Regions from separate parts of the Sus scrofa genome. Here region 1 is linked to region 2. A link is a contact called in public HiChIP or PLAC-seq data. All regions are on one chromosome and are shown on one strand. Each heading gives the region's core, a stretch centred on a gene start, on an enhancer-like site or on the middle of the called end of the contact. The rest is flanking DNA. Distances are from core to core; before and after follow the strand shown.

The links. HiChIP or PLAC-seq counts read pairs in DNA pulled down with a chosen protein or histone mark.
Region 1: a contact with region 2 is called in an H3K27ac HiChIP or PLAC-seq map of alveolar macrophages. The contact joins two enhancer-like sites. A contact is called at or near these places in 1 of 5 promoter capture datasets (fetal liver) and 1 of 2 datasets of contacts at active chromatin or transcription factors (alveolar macrophages).

What each region holds. Positions count from the first base shown.
Region 1 is chr3:40,009,105-40,015,528 of Sscrofa11.1, reverse strand. RPL3L (60S ribosomal protein L3-like) reads right to left here. Exons shown (of 9, transcript XM_021086793.1): 3 at 5,046-5,214; 4 at 3,852-3,987; 5 at 610-796; 6 at 373-533; 7 at 62-163. Among named protein-coding and RNA genes, the nearest start is that of MSRB1, 4.8 kb to the left of the region's middle. Within about 2 kb of position 4,253, at least 59 of the 83 cell types and tissues checked have an H3K27ac peak or open chromatin away from gene starts, as enhancers often do. A contact at or near this core is called in alveolar macrophages and fetal liver, where this site is marked.
Region 2 is chr3:39,806,492-39,813,060 of Sscrofa11.1, reverse strand. CASKIN1 (caskin-1) reads right to left here. Exons shown (of 20, transcript XM_021086770.1): 18 at 4,572-6,569; 19 at 3,516-3,930; 20 at 1,680-3,152. The coding sequence ends at 3,053. It overlaps TRAF7 (E3 ubiquitin-protein ligase TRAF7), which reads left to right. Exons shown (of 21, transcript XM_003124733.4): 18 at 145-264; 19 at 374-505; 20 at 588-707; 21 at 877-1,258. The coding sequence ends at 891. Among named protein-coding and RNA genes, the nearest start is that of CASKIN1, 15 kb to the right of the region's middle. Within about 2 kb of position 3,525, at least 37 of the 83 cell types and tissues checked have an H3K27ac peak or open chromatin away from gene starts, as enhancers often do. A contact at or near this core is called in alveolar macrophages and fetal liver, where this site is marked.

The DNA.
Region 1 (6,424 bases), core at 3,004-5,503, 200 kb before region 2:
GGGGCCCCAGCCACCCCACACACACCCTGCTGCCTCAGCGGAACTGGCCGCCGCCCCTCACCAGCGGTGTGATGGACTTGTCGGTCATGTCGTAGCTGGTGGACGCGTTATTCTTAACCATCTTCCCATCCGACATGTGCAGCCCTCGCCCAATGCGGTAGATCTGTCACGAGGACACGGCATGGCATTGAGGGGACGGCAGGTGGCCCCCGGGGCCGGCAGTATGTCCGCACCCATCAGGACGTGGCCTTTGACCTAGCCCTGGTGGGGGCATTTCAGCACCTTTGGGGGCCATGCACCCCACCCACTGGGGCGTGGTCAAGGGCATCCCTCCTCTTCCCCGCCCCCCCCCACCCCGGACTTGGGACACACCTTCTTGTTGAGCTCCGTTCGGTGATGGTAGCCTTTCTGCCCAGCCCGGGCAATGGAGCAGCCCACACGGGCAGGGTGCCAGGCGCCGATACAGGCCACCTTGCGCAGCCCCTTATGGGTCTTCCGAGGCAGCTTCTTGGTGTGCCAGCGGCTCGTGACCCCTGCAAGTGGGAGGGGCTGGCGGCTGAGAGGCCAGCTGGGCCCCCACCCCCTCCAGGCACCCCCACCCAGCCCTACCTTTGACGCCCCTGCCCTTGGTGACGGCGATGACATCAATGACCTCGCTCTGGCTGAACACGCTATGGACTGGCACCTGCTTCTCCAGCCGGGCCTGAGCCCAGGCCACCTTCTCAGCCACAGTGCCACCATTCAGCTGGATCTCCATGATGTGGGCTTTCTTCTGCCGGAAGGGCAGCAGCTTCATCTGTAAGACGTGGTGCAGCCAGTCAGTTCCAGAAGGTCACAACCCATCCCTCATTTGCAGACATGACACGATCAGTTGGTGACCCCGGCAAGCTTTCATGCATGCAGTCACTCGACAGCTGTTCCTGTGCTCTGGTCTGTGTGCCATGTTTTGTGTGAGGTCTTGGGGACACAGCATGGAATGAGGCAGACAAAGTCCTGATGGAGCCACCATTTCATTGGCATCAGAAGCCAAGTAAATCCTGGAGACGCCTAAGTGCCCTATTGGAATATTGAGGATGGTGGGGACAGTTACTGCACATGGGGGGTCAGGGAGGACCTCTCTGAGGAGGTGACATCAGTAACGAGAAGGAACCTTCTCCAAAGAAGACAGACAGGTAGCCAAAGAGTACACGAAAAGATGCTCAACATCCGTAATTATTAGAGAAATGCAAACCAAAATGACCAGGACCTCACAGCAGCCAGAAGAGCCACCCTCAAAGAGTCTACAGGAGTTCCCGCAGCAGTTAATGACCCCAACTAGGATCCATGAGGACTCGGGTTCCATCCCTGGCCTCGCTCAGTGGGTTAAGGATCTGGCATTGCCATGAGCTGTGGTGTCGGTGGCAGGTGCATCAGGGATCTCGTGCGGCTGTGGCTGTGGTGTAGGCTGGCGGCTACAGCTCCAATTCGACCCCTAGCCTAGGAACCTCCATGTGCCACGGGGACGGCCCTAAAAAAAAAGACAAAGTGTCTACAAACCAATGCTGGAGAGGGTGTGGAGAAAAGGGAGCCCTCATACAGTGTTGGTGGGAATGTAATGGTGCAGCCGCTATGGAGCACAGGATAGAGGTTCCTATTTAGTTTTTTAACTAAATATCAAACTACTGTATCATCCAGCAGTCCCACTCCTGGACATACACCTGGAGAAAACTGTGATTCGGAAAGATACATGCACCCCAATCTTTGCTGCAGCGCTATTTACCATCACCAGGATCTGGAAACAACGTAAATGCCCCGGCAGAGGAGTGGGTGAAGAAGAAGTTGCGCCTATATACGAGCAAATACTACTCAGAAAAAACAATGAGATCATGTCATTTGCAGCAAGGTAGATGGACCTGGCAATGTGCATACTGAGTGGCATAAGTCAGAGAAAGAGGAGTTCCCGTCGTGGCGCAGTGGTTAATGAATCTGACTAGGAACCATGAGGTTGCGGGTTCGATCCCTGCGCTTGCTCAGTGGGTTAACGATCCGGCGTTGCCGTGAGCTGTGGTGTAGGTTGCAGACGCGGCTCGGATCCCGCATTGCTGTGGCTCTGGCATAGGCCGGTGGCTACAGCTCCGCGGGAACGGCCCAAGAAATAGCAAAAAGACCAAAAAAAAAAAAAAAAGACAAGTGTCCTATCATATCACGTATATGTGGACTCTAATAAAAAAGTTACAAAATTTTTTGTGAGACAGAGAAACTCACAGATTTTAAATCAAACTTATGATGACTCTGGGGAAACGTGGAGGGAGGGATACATGAGGAGGATGGGGATGACGTGTACACATTACACAAAATAGATAATTAACAAGGACCTGCTGACAGCACAGGAAAATCTACTCAATAGTCTACAATAACCTCCCTGGGAAGAAAGCATGGATGGATGGATATGTATAATTGGATTCACTTTGCTATATGCCTGAAACTAACACTACATATTCTAAGTCAAGTATGCACCAACAAAAGTTTTTTTGTTTGTTTTGTTTTGTCTTTTTGCCTTTGCTAGGGCCGCTCCCTCGGCATATGGAGGTTCCCAGGCTTGGGGTCGAATTGGAGCTGTAGCCGCAGGCCTACACCACAGCCACAGCAACGTGGGATCCAAGCCACATCTGTGACCTACACCACAGCTCATGGCAACGCCAGATCCTTAACCCACTGAGCGAGGCCAGGGATTGAACTCACAACCTCACACTTACCAGTAGGATTTGTTTCTGCTGTGCCACTATTAAAAGGAACTCCTTTTTTTTCTTTCTTTCTTTTTTTTTTTTTTTTTTTTTTTTTTTGTCTTTTTAGGGCCACACCTGAGGCATATGGAGGTTCCCAGGCTAGGGGTCAAATCAGAGCTACAGCTGCCAGCCTACACCACAGCCACAGCAGTACGGGATCTGAGCCGCCTCTGGGACCTACACCACAGCTCACGGCAATGACAGATCCTTAACCCACTGAGCAAGGCCAGGGATCAAACCAGCAACCTCGTGGTTCCTAGTTGGATTCGTTAACTGCTGAGCCACGACGGGAACTCCACGAGATGCACATACATTTTCAAACATCTCTGGCTGCTGCTGCGTGAGGCATAGGCCGTAGGGACCCATGGTGGAAGCAGGGACATAGGTCACAGCATAGTGCCCACACGTACACATGAAGGACTTGCTGGACAGGAAGCAGTGACCCTGCCCCCCTGGAGCCCAGGTCTATCGAGGGAGATGGACGTGAACCAATGACACATGTATTCAGGACCTGCCAGTGTGAGAGCCGCTGAGGCAGGTGGGGGAGGGTCACTGCTCGGGGCCTTGGAAGGCTTCCCTGAATGTTCCAGAATAAGCCAGCGGGTGTTGGCACCTGTCAGCCCACAGGAAGCCAGACCCCACACACGAATGCCGATGGACACACTCAAGGGCCGGAGCCCAAAGGGAGGTGGCAGCCCTCCCCTCCCAACATTTGGCAGAAGATCCAGGACCTCGGGCGTGTCTCAGGGCCTCGGTTGACCGCTGGGTGTGGCTGGTGCCCAGCAGCCCTCAGAGCCGACTGACACCCAACCTCGCAGCCCTGAGGCTGCCGGTGGCCAGAGGGTCGGACAGCCAACCCTTTGGGCCTGTGCCCAGGACCTGCGGTATTTTTAGGCTGACATTTGCCAGGGCTCCCGGAAGCCGGGCTGGGGGGCTGAGCTGGGGGCGGGGCTGACCGCGGTGAGCTGGGGGCGGGGCTGGCCTGGGTGAGCTGGGGGCGGGGCTGAGCTGGGTGAGTTGGGGGCGGGGCTGGCCGCGTTGAGCTGGGGGCGGGGCTGGCCTGGGTGAGTTGGGGGCGGGGCTGACCTGGGTGTGGACAATGACCCGGATGACTTTGCAGTACTTCTTCATGGCGGCAAAGTCCCTCTGCAGCTGCTTCTTGCCGTCGGTGTCGCGCCACCTCCTGCAGGCCTTGGTGAAGGCTTTCTTCTTGCTCTTGTGCCTGAGCCACACACAGAGGGCGCTTAGCAGGCCCGCAGCCCACCAGGCACGGGCCTCAGATGTCGCCTCCCCCCTTCCCAGGCGAGACACTGCTGGGCCCCGGGGGTCCCCTGGCTGCTCCCCGTCGCCGTCTTTGAGGCCAGACCGTCCCGCCCTCTCTAGGCCTTGGTTTTCTCCTCCGTAAAGTGGGTACCCTCCCTGCCTCCCGGGCCGAGACGGGGCAGATGCGTGGGAACTTGGCCGAGGGGCGTGCCTGCCAGGCCGAGGCCATGTGCCCACTTTGCCACGGCTGCTGAGCCCACTCTAAAGCAGACAGCCAGGACTGGCCAGGCCCCAGGCCACGTCGTTCCTGACCCCGGCCAGAATCCAGGGAGGTGGACATCGTTATCTCTGCTCCACAGAGGAGGACGGCAAAATCAGGGAGGTCAGAGCCCCTGGACGAGGGGCAGGTTGTTAACAATGCAAGGGCAAAAAACAAGGCCAGCGGGCATTAGCTGAGCTCTCTGTGCTGGAGGCTGGAGACTCCACTTATCTCCTCCTCACGACCCCGTGATGTGGGCCCCTCCCTCCTATTTGATGGCAGCTGTGGGGTGTGTACGTGTGTGTGGAGGTTGGGGAGAGGAGATTCCAAGAGGCCAGTGTGCTTTCCTCTGACCCTGGGGCCCAGGATGGTCACCTCCCAGAGAAGCCATGCTGTGCCCTTGCTCCATGTGGAAGGGGGTGTCTATGAGGTTCCTCAGGCAGGAGGCCTTCCTTCTCAGGCTGGACTTAATGGCAAGGAAGGTTTGAGACCTAAGAATGCCTTTTGCCTCTCTTTCTGATGAAAAGAGCTTGTCATTTGGCTGTTGCCCTTTTCACCCTGGCTGCTAGGAAGCTCAGGGTGAACTCTGACATTCTGCAGCACTGGTTCCTTACTCTACCCTGAGGATGAGAATACCGGCTGTCTTTTTCCCTCCAGCCCAGTTTCCTCTGCAGCCCTCCTGTCCTCATCTTTTATTAAAGTGAGAGCCGCACACACACACATTCCTCCTTCTACACTGTTGCCACCCCTCCTCTCACCAGTCCCTGTAGAAGCGCCGGCGGCACTCGTCACTGAGATGTTCTGCAAAGATGGTCTTGAAACTCCGCAGGCCTCGAGGGGTGGCCACGTAGCCCACCACGCCCACCACCACCAGAGGCGGTGTCTCCACAATCGTCACTGCCTCCACCTCCTCCCGCTTGGAAATTTCTGGATGAAACCCAGAGATGGGGGCGTGGAGGGCATCCCCGGGTCCCATGGAGAGGTGGGAGCGGGGGAAGAACACACGCAGCCCCCCCACCCCCGCACAGCGCCAGGGATGCTGTGGACAGAGGCCCCGGCGAGCAAGCCCCCCGCCCTCCAGCCCTCAGCCTCCCACTCCCTGCCCTCCTCTTCCTGCTCTTGCAGCCACAGGGCAAGACCCCCCAGGTGGCCCTGACCTGCCCCATGCTGCAGCTTCCCCACCAGCCCATCTGGGAATGGGTGCAGAGAGCAACACCCAGGGCAGTGCCTCCAAAGGGTAGGGTTGGGCCTCCTGTAGTGGGGCAAAAACCCACATGTTTCCACAAAAAACCCTAAGACTTGTCCAAAACCCATGATTTTTGTTTGTTTGGTTGTGGGGGTTTTTTGCTGGTTTTTTTGTTTCTTTTTTTGGCCACTCCCGTGACATGTGGAAGTTCCCAGGCCAGGGATCAAACTCTCGCCAGACAAGCAGTGACCCCAAGCCACTGCGTGGACAATGCTGAACATTTAATGCACTGAGCCACAAAGGAATTCACCCAAATCCATGACTTTCTAGATGTTATGACTGAGGCTGGTCCAAAGTAAAAGAAGCATATGTTTAAAAAATAGGAGTTCCCATAGTGGCACAGCGGAAACGAATCCGATTAGGAACCATGAGGTTGCGGGTTCAATCCCCAGCCTCACTCAGTGGGTTAAGGATCCAGCGTTGCTGTGAGCTGTGGTGTAGGTCACAGACGTGGCTCAGATCTTGCATCGCTGTAGCTGTGGTGGAGGCCAGCAGCTATAGCTCTGATTAGACCCCTAGCCTGGGAACTTCCACATGCCCCATGTGTGGCCCTTAAAAAGAATAAAAAAAAAAAAGAAGGGAGTTCTGGGAGTTTCCTAGTGGTCTAGTGGTTAAGGATCTGGTGTCACTGCTGTGGCATGGGTTCAGATCCCTGGCCTGGGAATTTCCACATGCCTTGAGCAGGGCCAGGATATATGTGGAGTTCCCTGGTGGTCTAGGGATTCTAGTGATTAGGACTCACTGCTGTGGCCCAGGTTCAATCCCTGGTCTGGGAACCAAAATCCCACATGAAGTTGCTGCACCCCCCCCCCAAAAAGAAGAAATAAAATTTAAAATACATATATATTACATATATATGTATCTAGGTGGTGGGTACACACAATTGCAGGT
Region 2 (6,569 bases), core at 2,276-4,775:
GGACTCCACTTGTCCTACCCCGACCCCGCCGGCCCAAGGAGACCCTCACACACACCCCAGGGTGGGCAGTGCTGCTGCCTGCATACAGAGACCCCTGGGGTGAGGCATCTGGGCTGGGACCAAGTGGCCTGTGCTTGCCCCCAGATCTGGGACATCCGGACCCTCGACTGCATCCACGTCCTGCAGACGTCTGGTGGCAGTGTCTACTCGATCGCCGTGACGAACCACCACATCGTCTGTGGCACCTACGAGAACCTCATCCACGTAAGAGCCGGCACCCAGGGCTGGGGCCCAGCTCTGGGCCCATTCCCCCTGCCCCCCACCCCCCGCCCCGGTCTGTGCCTCTGACCCGCCTCTGCCTGCCCACCCCCAGGTATGGGACATCGAGTCCAAGGAGCAAGTGCGAACCCTGACGGGCCACGTGGGCACCGTGTACGCCCTGGCGGTCATCTCCACGCCAGACCAGACCAAAGTCTTCAGTGCGTCCTACGACCGCTCTCTCAGGGTGCGAGCTGGCCTGGCAACAGAGGGGGGCCCAGGGCCGGTGGCCAGGCCGGGGCGGGTCCTCATGTGCCCTGTGCCCCCAGGTGTGGAGCATGGATAACATGATCTGCACGCAGACCCTGCTGCGCCACCAGGGCAGCGTGACAGCCCTGGCTGTGTCCCGGGGCCGGCTCTTCTCGGGAGCCGTGGACAGCACTGTGAAGGTCAGCGCCTCAGTTCGGGCCACCCAGAGGGGCGGCCCGTGCTGAGCAGGGGGAGGTGTTGGGAGCCGGGAGCCCTGGGCGGGTGGCGGGGGACAGCAGGCAGGAATGGCAAGTGGCTCTGGGGCCGGACGCCCAAAGGGGCCCCTGAAACGGAGCCTTTCCTCTGCAGGTTTGGACTTGCTAACAGAACCTGGGCCAGGTCTTGGCTTGCTCTGGGCCCAACCCAGACCAGTCCCAGTCCGGCTGGCCCCATGGTTGGTCTGGGGGTCTCTGCCCACCCTGTGGGGACAGGCAGGCAGACTCAGCCAGGCAGGCAGTGAGTGCCCTCCCTGCCCGGCACCCAGCGAGTCCCCCTCTGCTTGGCCCTGTCATCGTCACTGCCAGGACAGTGCCCAGCCCCTCTCTGGGTGCCAGGTACGACGCTCAGCAGCCCCCCACTCTGTCCTGACTCCAGGTGGACTGTGGGCCTTTTTACTCACCTTTTCTACTGTTTTTAGACTGTATATAGATTTGATTACTTCCTGATTGAAATAAAAGCTGCACAGACTGTGGCTGTGAGTCCGGATGGCCCTTGGGGAGGGAGAGGCCGCCTGAGAACACTGGGGTGCCCGGGCACCAGCAGCCAGTGGGAGGGACCCTGGGGTGGGAGCACCGGAGGCTCCCGGTGACAAGCCCAGGGGGGAAAACGGCCCTCTCTGTGGCGTCTCCTCCCCACCAGGAACAGGCTGGCCTCCCACTTGCCCCAGTGTACACGCCCTCAAAAAGCCAGCCAGGCAGCTCCGTTTTCAGCTGTTTATTGACAGCTGACAGTAGGTCCCTGCCCGAACCCCCCGCCCCACCTGCCTGCCCCCGGGCCACGCGCTGAGGAGGCCAGGGAGATGGCCAGGCGCATCCAGCAGGGAAGGGTCCACAAGTGACCGCTGGAAGGGGCCCCCCCCATGCCCGGACACCACCTCGGCAGACCCCTCTCACTCGCCAGGATCACAGTCACTGGTTTTCGGCGTTTTTTAATTCTTTTTTTTTTTTTTTTTAAGAAATGTCAGAGTTGTGCCCAACACACGTGGGTCATCAGCAAACACGATAGAGGAGACCGATCAGTACTTTTTGGAGCAGGGGGTTGGGGGAGAGAGAAGGCGAGAACGACCACACGACACGGCCTCGGACCACGAGCAGAGCATCTGCGGGGGTGGGCTGGCAGCGCTGGGTCAGTGGGGGGCCCCAGGGAGGGAAGGTCGGGCACAACCTCACACGCACCACACACAGCCTGGCATGCACGCCCTGCACCCCCTGCTGTCACCCGGCTGACGTGCCCATGTTCACCACACTGTGCACTGGGCGCCCCTGAAGCCCAGGTGCGGCCTCACACCAACAGCCCCGGAGGAGCGGAGGGCACCGCCCAGCAGCGAGCAAGGCACATCCTTCCAGTCCTTCAGACGCAGAGAAGGCAGGAGAGAGAGCAGAGGGGAGGTGCTGGCGGAGCACGGACCCCTCCCCGGACCCCAGCCTCCTGTTTGTGCTACTGGGCCAGAGATCTGGCCACGCCTGGACAGAGGGAGGGGAAGGACAGATGGCCAGGGCCTCTAACAGCTTTTGTCTTGAGCTGGACTCCAGCGTCCTTGCAGGTGGTAAATGGTTTTCTATAGTATCAATAATATTTTTTTTCTTTAAATATATATTTGTTAAAGTTATACCTTCTTGTTTCTCTGGGGAAATCTGCCTTAGCTCATTCCCAATAAATTAATACTCTTCAATAGCTTATATTCTGGGGAGGGGGGTGCAGTGGGGCAGGGGGCCCGACCTCAGCCCCTTGTGCTGCGCCGGAGCGGCTGGCAGAGGTCCCCAATGGGCAGTTCTGTGCTGGGCATAGGCCTGTGCTCTGCCTCAGATTGGGAAGGGGAATACAGCAGCTGCCCCCCTCCCACTGCCTCCTCCCAGGGTGGGCCCAACCTGGCCTCTTGGGCAGGGGTTTTGGGGGTGGCCCCTCCTCCACCCCCAGGGGGCAGAGCCTGGTGGAGGGTGGGCAGGTGGCCCAGCAGTTATTGCACAGGGAGCAGCAGATAGGGATGGGCACCCACGGGGCAGCAGCATCTGCCCAGAGCCCTTGGGTCCCCAGCCAGGCAGTCCTCCAGGCTGGGCCCGGGGGCAGGAGTTGTGCTTGTGCAGGTGCCGGGCAGCACCGCCCGCCCCTGCCTCGTGCCCGCGGCCACCTGGCGGGCTGTCCCCTGCACCCCGCCCGCCACCCAGCCTGCTCGCGCCGCGCCCAGCGGTGCCCATCCTGAGGTAAAGGTCAGTGTGCGGGCCGGAGCCCAAGCGGCGCGGGCGGACCCCCGACATGGGCGGCCGCGTCACTCCAGCATGGCGTCCAGCTGGTCAGCCAGGTCGTCAAACATGCTGCCAATGTCGTCCAGGATGCTGCCAGTGCTCTTCTCCTCGGCCGCCGAGGGGCTGGGGGCGGGCGAGGCGTGAGCAGACGGTGCAACGCTGAACGTCCTGGTCCCCACATACGGCCCGGGCCGAGCCCCGCCCCGCCCCGCCCCGCCCCCGCGCTCGAGGGCGGGGTCGGCCAAAAGTCCACGCCTCCACATCTGCCCGCCCCCGACTCCAGCCCCGCCCCGCAGTCCCCGGTCGGGGGGCTGAAGGGGCTCGCAGACCCCGCCCACACCGGGCCTCGCCCGGGGCCTGAGGGCGGGGCCCGACTCCAGACCCCGACCCTCCACCGCCAGTCTGCCCGGCCCTCGCAGGGCCTCCCTCAGTGTGCACCCTCCCCAGGCCTCACCGAGCCCGCGTCGGACCCCGTCCCGCACCTACCGCGAGCCTTGCGCGTCCTCCTGCCGAATCTTCTCTTCTACCGCTTGCAGCGCCGCCGCCAAGCACGCGCTCGTCTCCTCCAGCTTCTGCCGGGCGCTATCCCCCGGCGAGGCGCTGTCGGGCACGGCAGGGGGCCCGGCGGCGACTGCAGCGGCGCGCGGAGGCTTGGCGGGCACGTGCAGCGCGGGCGCACCGGGGGACGGGGGCCTCGCAGGGCTGGCGCTCAGCGGCGGCGGCGGCGTGCTGGCAGACTTGGCGAGCGCGGGGGGTGGCTGGCGCGCCGGCGAGGGCGCGGGCGACGGGCTGGCGCTGCCCGACTGCAGCCCCGCGGCGGCCTTGGCTGGCTTGGGTGCCGTGGGCGGCGGCGGCGGCTTGGGAGACACGGGCGGCGGCGTGCCGTGGGCGCGCTTCACCTCTGCGGGGAGGAGGAGACTCGCGCCGGGGTGAGAGGTCGAGCGGCGTGCGCACCGCCCATCTCCAGACACAAGCCCTGCCCACAAGCCCCACCGCCGCGCTTTGCCTCCCCACCACCCCAGCTGCACTGCCCGCCCGGCTCCAGTCCTCCGCGCCCCACTCACCCCCGCCTCCCCGAGGCTGCCAGGGAGCGCGCTTCTCTGGGCACACCAGCTGGTGTCACTGCTTCCAAACCCCGGCGGTCCGCCCCCCCACCTCTAACCGCCTGCAGGTGTGGCCTGCTGCAGCCGCTGGCCCTCCCTTGCTTGAATGCCACAGGGCCTTTGCACCTCTGATCCTTCTGCTTGGAAGCCTCTCCCCGCCCTGCACTGGGGCCACGCTCCAGCCAGGTCAGAGTCCTCCCTGAGCCTTCCAGCATCTTGGGCCTGCCCTTCACGGGTGCCACTACTCACGGGCTTCTCTGCCTCCTTCACTGAGCAGGGTAGGGACCACCCACCCGCCTCCCGGCTCAGCGCTGACGGAATGGTCCAGTGGACCAGTGGATGAGAGTGGAGTGAGGGCGCTTTCCCACTCCACTCCAAGAAATGGCGAACCCCCTCAGACCACAGTGGGGAGCTCCCCCAGAGGGCCTCCTGCACCTACCTGGGCTGCCAGGACCTGGCAGCGGCACCTTCTTGGAGGCAGGTGTGGGTGAGCTCTGGATCTTGGGCACGGGCTGAGCCAGAATGGGCTTCGGAGAGACAGGCGGCTTGGCCGGCTTCCGGGCATCACTGTCCAGCGGGGGCAGCGGGGGCAGCTGCATCAGGTCGGAGGGCGGGGGCTCAGCGGGTGGGGGTGGCGGAGGCAGCTCTGGGGGCCCAGCCTGCTCAGAGGCCAGGGGGCGGTGCACAGTGCCTGTTCCAGTCTGGTACACGGACAGGGGCGGGGGAGGCTCTGGACCTGTCTCCCGCTCCTTGGCCTTGGGCCGGCGCTTGACCGTGTCGGACTCCGTCAGGAGAAACTTCACGTTCTCCTGCTGGCTCTGCTTGGCTCGGATGCGCCTCTGGAGTGTGGCGCTGGCCTCCACCCTGGCCAGGGGTGGGCCCTCTGCACCTGCCTCGCCCTTGGCTGGACCGCGAGGCCGCTGCCGGGCAGCGCCGTCTTCCACAAAGCGGCCATGATCTGCAGGCCCCCCAGACTCTCCCGGACCCCGGCGAGCCGTGGCCAGAAGTCCCGTGACAGGCCCACTCAGCGTGCGGCGCCGGTTCACCACCTCCCCGTCAGGCCCAATGGCCTCCTTGTGCTTCACCGAGGCCAACACCGTGGCCACCCGGCCTGGCTCTGGGCTGGCAGGGCGTGGCACGGGGTGGCCCTCAGGGGGCCTGCGGGCTGCCCGGCCCCCACCCCCAATGGACGACAGCTCGAGCATGGCTGCGATGCTCTTCACGCTGCCGGCGCTGCCTGTGTCCACACTGCCAGCCAGGTCGCTAGCCCGGCGGCGCTGTGCCCGAACCCCTAGCCGGCCGTCCTCTGTCCCAGCCCCCTCGGCCTCGGCATCTGGCGCTGACTCGTCGGCCAGGTTGGCACTGGCCATGGCTGAGCTGGAGCGCTTGGGTGGGGGTGGGGGGGGGCCCTTCTTCCGAGGCCGAACGGCAAACGACTGGCTGCGGTTGACGTTCTTGTCGGCGCCGGCAGGTGCTCGCACTGAGTGGCTTCGGCCCACGCGCCGCTGGACCGTGGCATAGGGCCCCGCGGCAGCTGGCACCAGCAGCTCATCCCGCTCTGGCTCGCTGTCGGACGCCGCATAGCGGTTCAGGCTGTGGGCGCGCTTCTTGGGCCGCCCTGGCTCCACTTCGGCCTCCGGGGGCAGGCAGAGCGTAGGCACCGGCGTGGGCACGGCCGTGGGCACAGGCCCTGGCACAGCTGGCCCTGCCTCGCTCTCCACTGGCTGGGGCAGCACGTAGGCAAAGCCACGGTGTGTGGGTGACTGAGGCAGCGAGCGAGGGGACATAGGTCGCTCTGCTGGTGGCAGCAATTGTGGGGTGGGCTTCACCTTGGCCGTGGCTGGAGCTGGGCCGTGAGGCCCCCCCAGGGCTTGAGGGGAGGCTGGCCGGGCTTTTGTGGGCGTCTGGGGGGGTGTGAAGTGGCTGGCAGCTGGTGGAAGGACTTGCCGGGGCTTTCCAGGCACCGGAGGCACACTGGCCCGCTTGACACTGTGGCCGTGGCGGCTGGGCCGGGCTTCCCTTTGGGGAGTGTCAGGGGTGGGCCCCTCATCCAGCAGATACTCCTGGCTTCGTGACATGGGACTGCCAGGCCCAGGGGGCCCGTCACCCAACAGCTCCTGAGAACTGCTCATGTGTCGTGCCCGCCCACCGAGGCTGGGCTCCTGCCGCATGGAGGCCCTTGGGGTGGGCGGCAGGTGGTTGGAGGGCTTCTCGGCGGTGGCGGTGGCAGCGGCGGTGGCGGCGGCAGCAGCAGCAGCAGTGGCGGCAGCCCCTTCGGCCGGGCCAGTCATGGCAGCCTGCAGCTCGCCGCTGAGCTCGCTGTCCTGGAAGGTGGTCATCTTCGGAGATTGGCATTCAGCCGGGGCAGGCTCGGGCGGGGGTGGCGACTCGATGGTCATCACTTCGAGGGACTGTGGTGCCTTCCGGCGCACGGGCC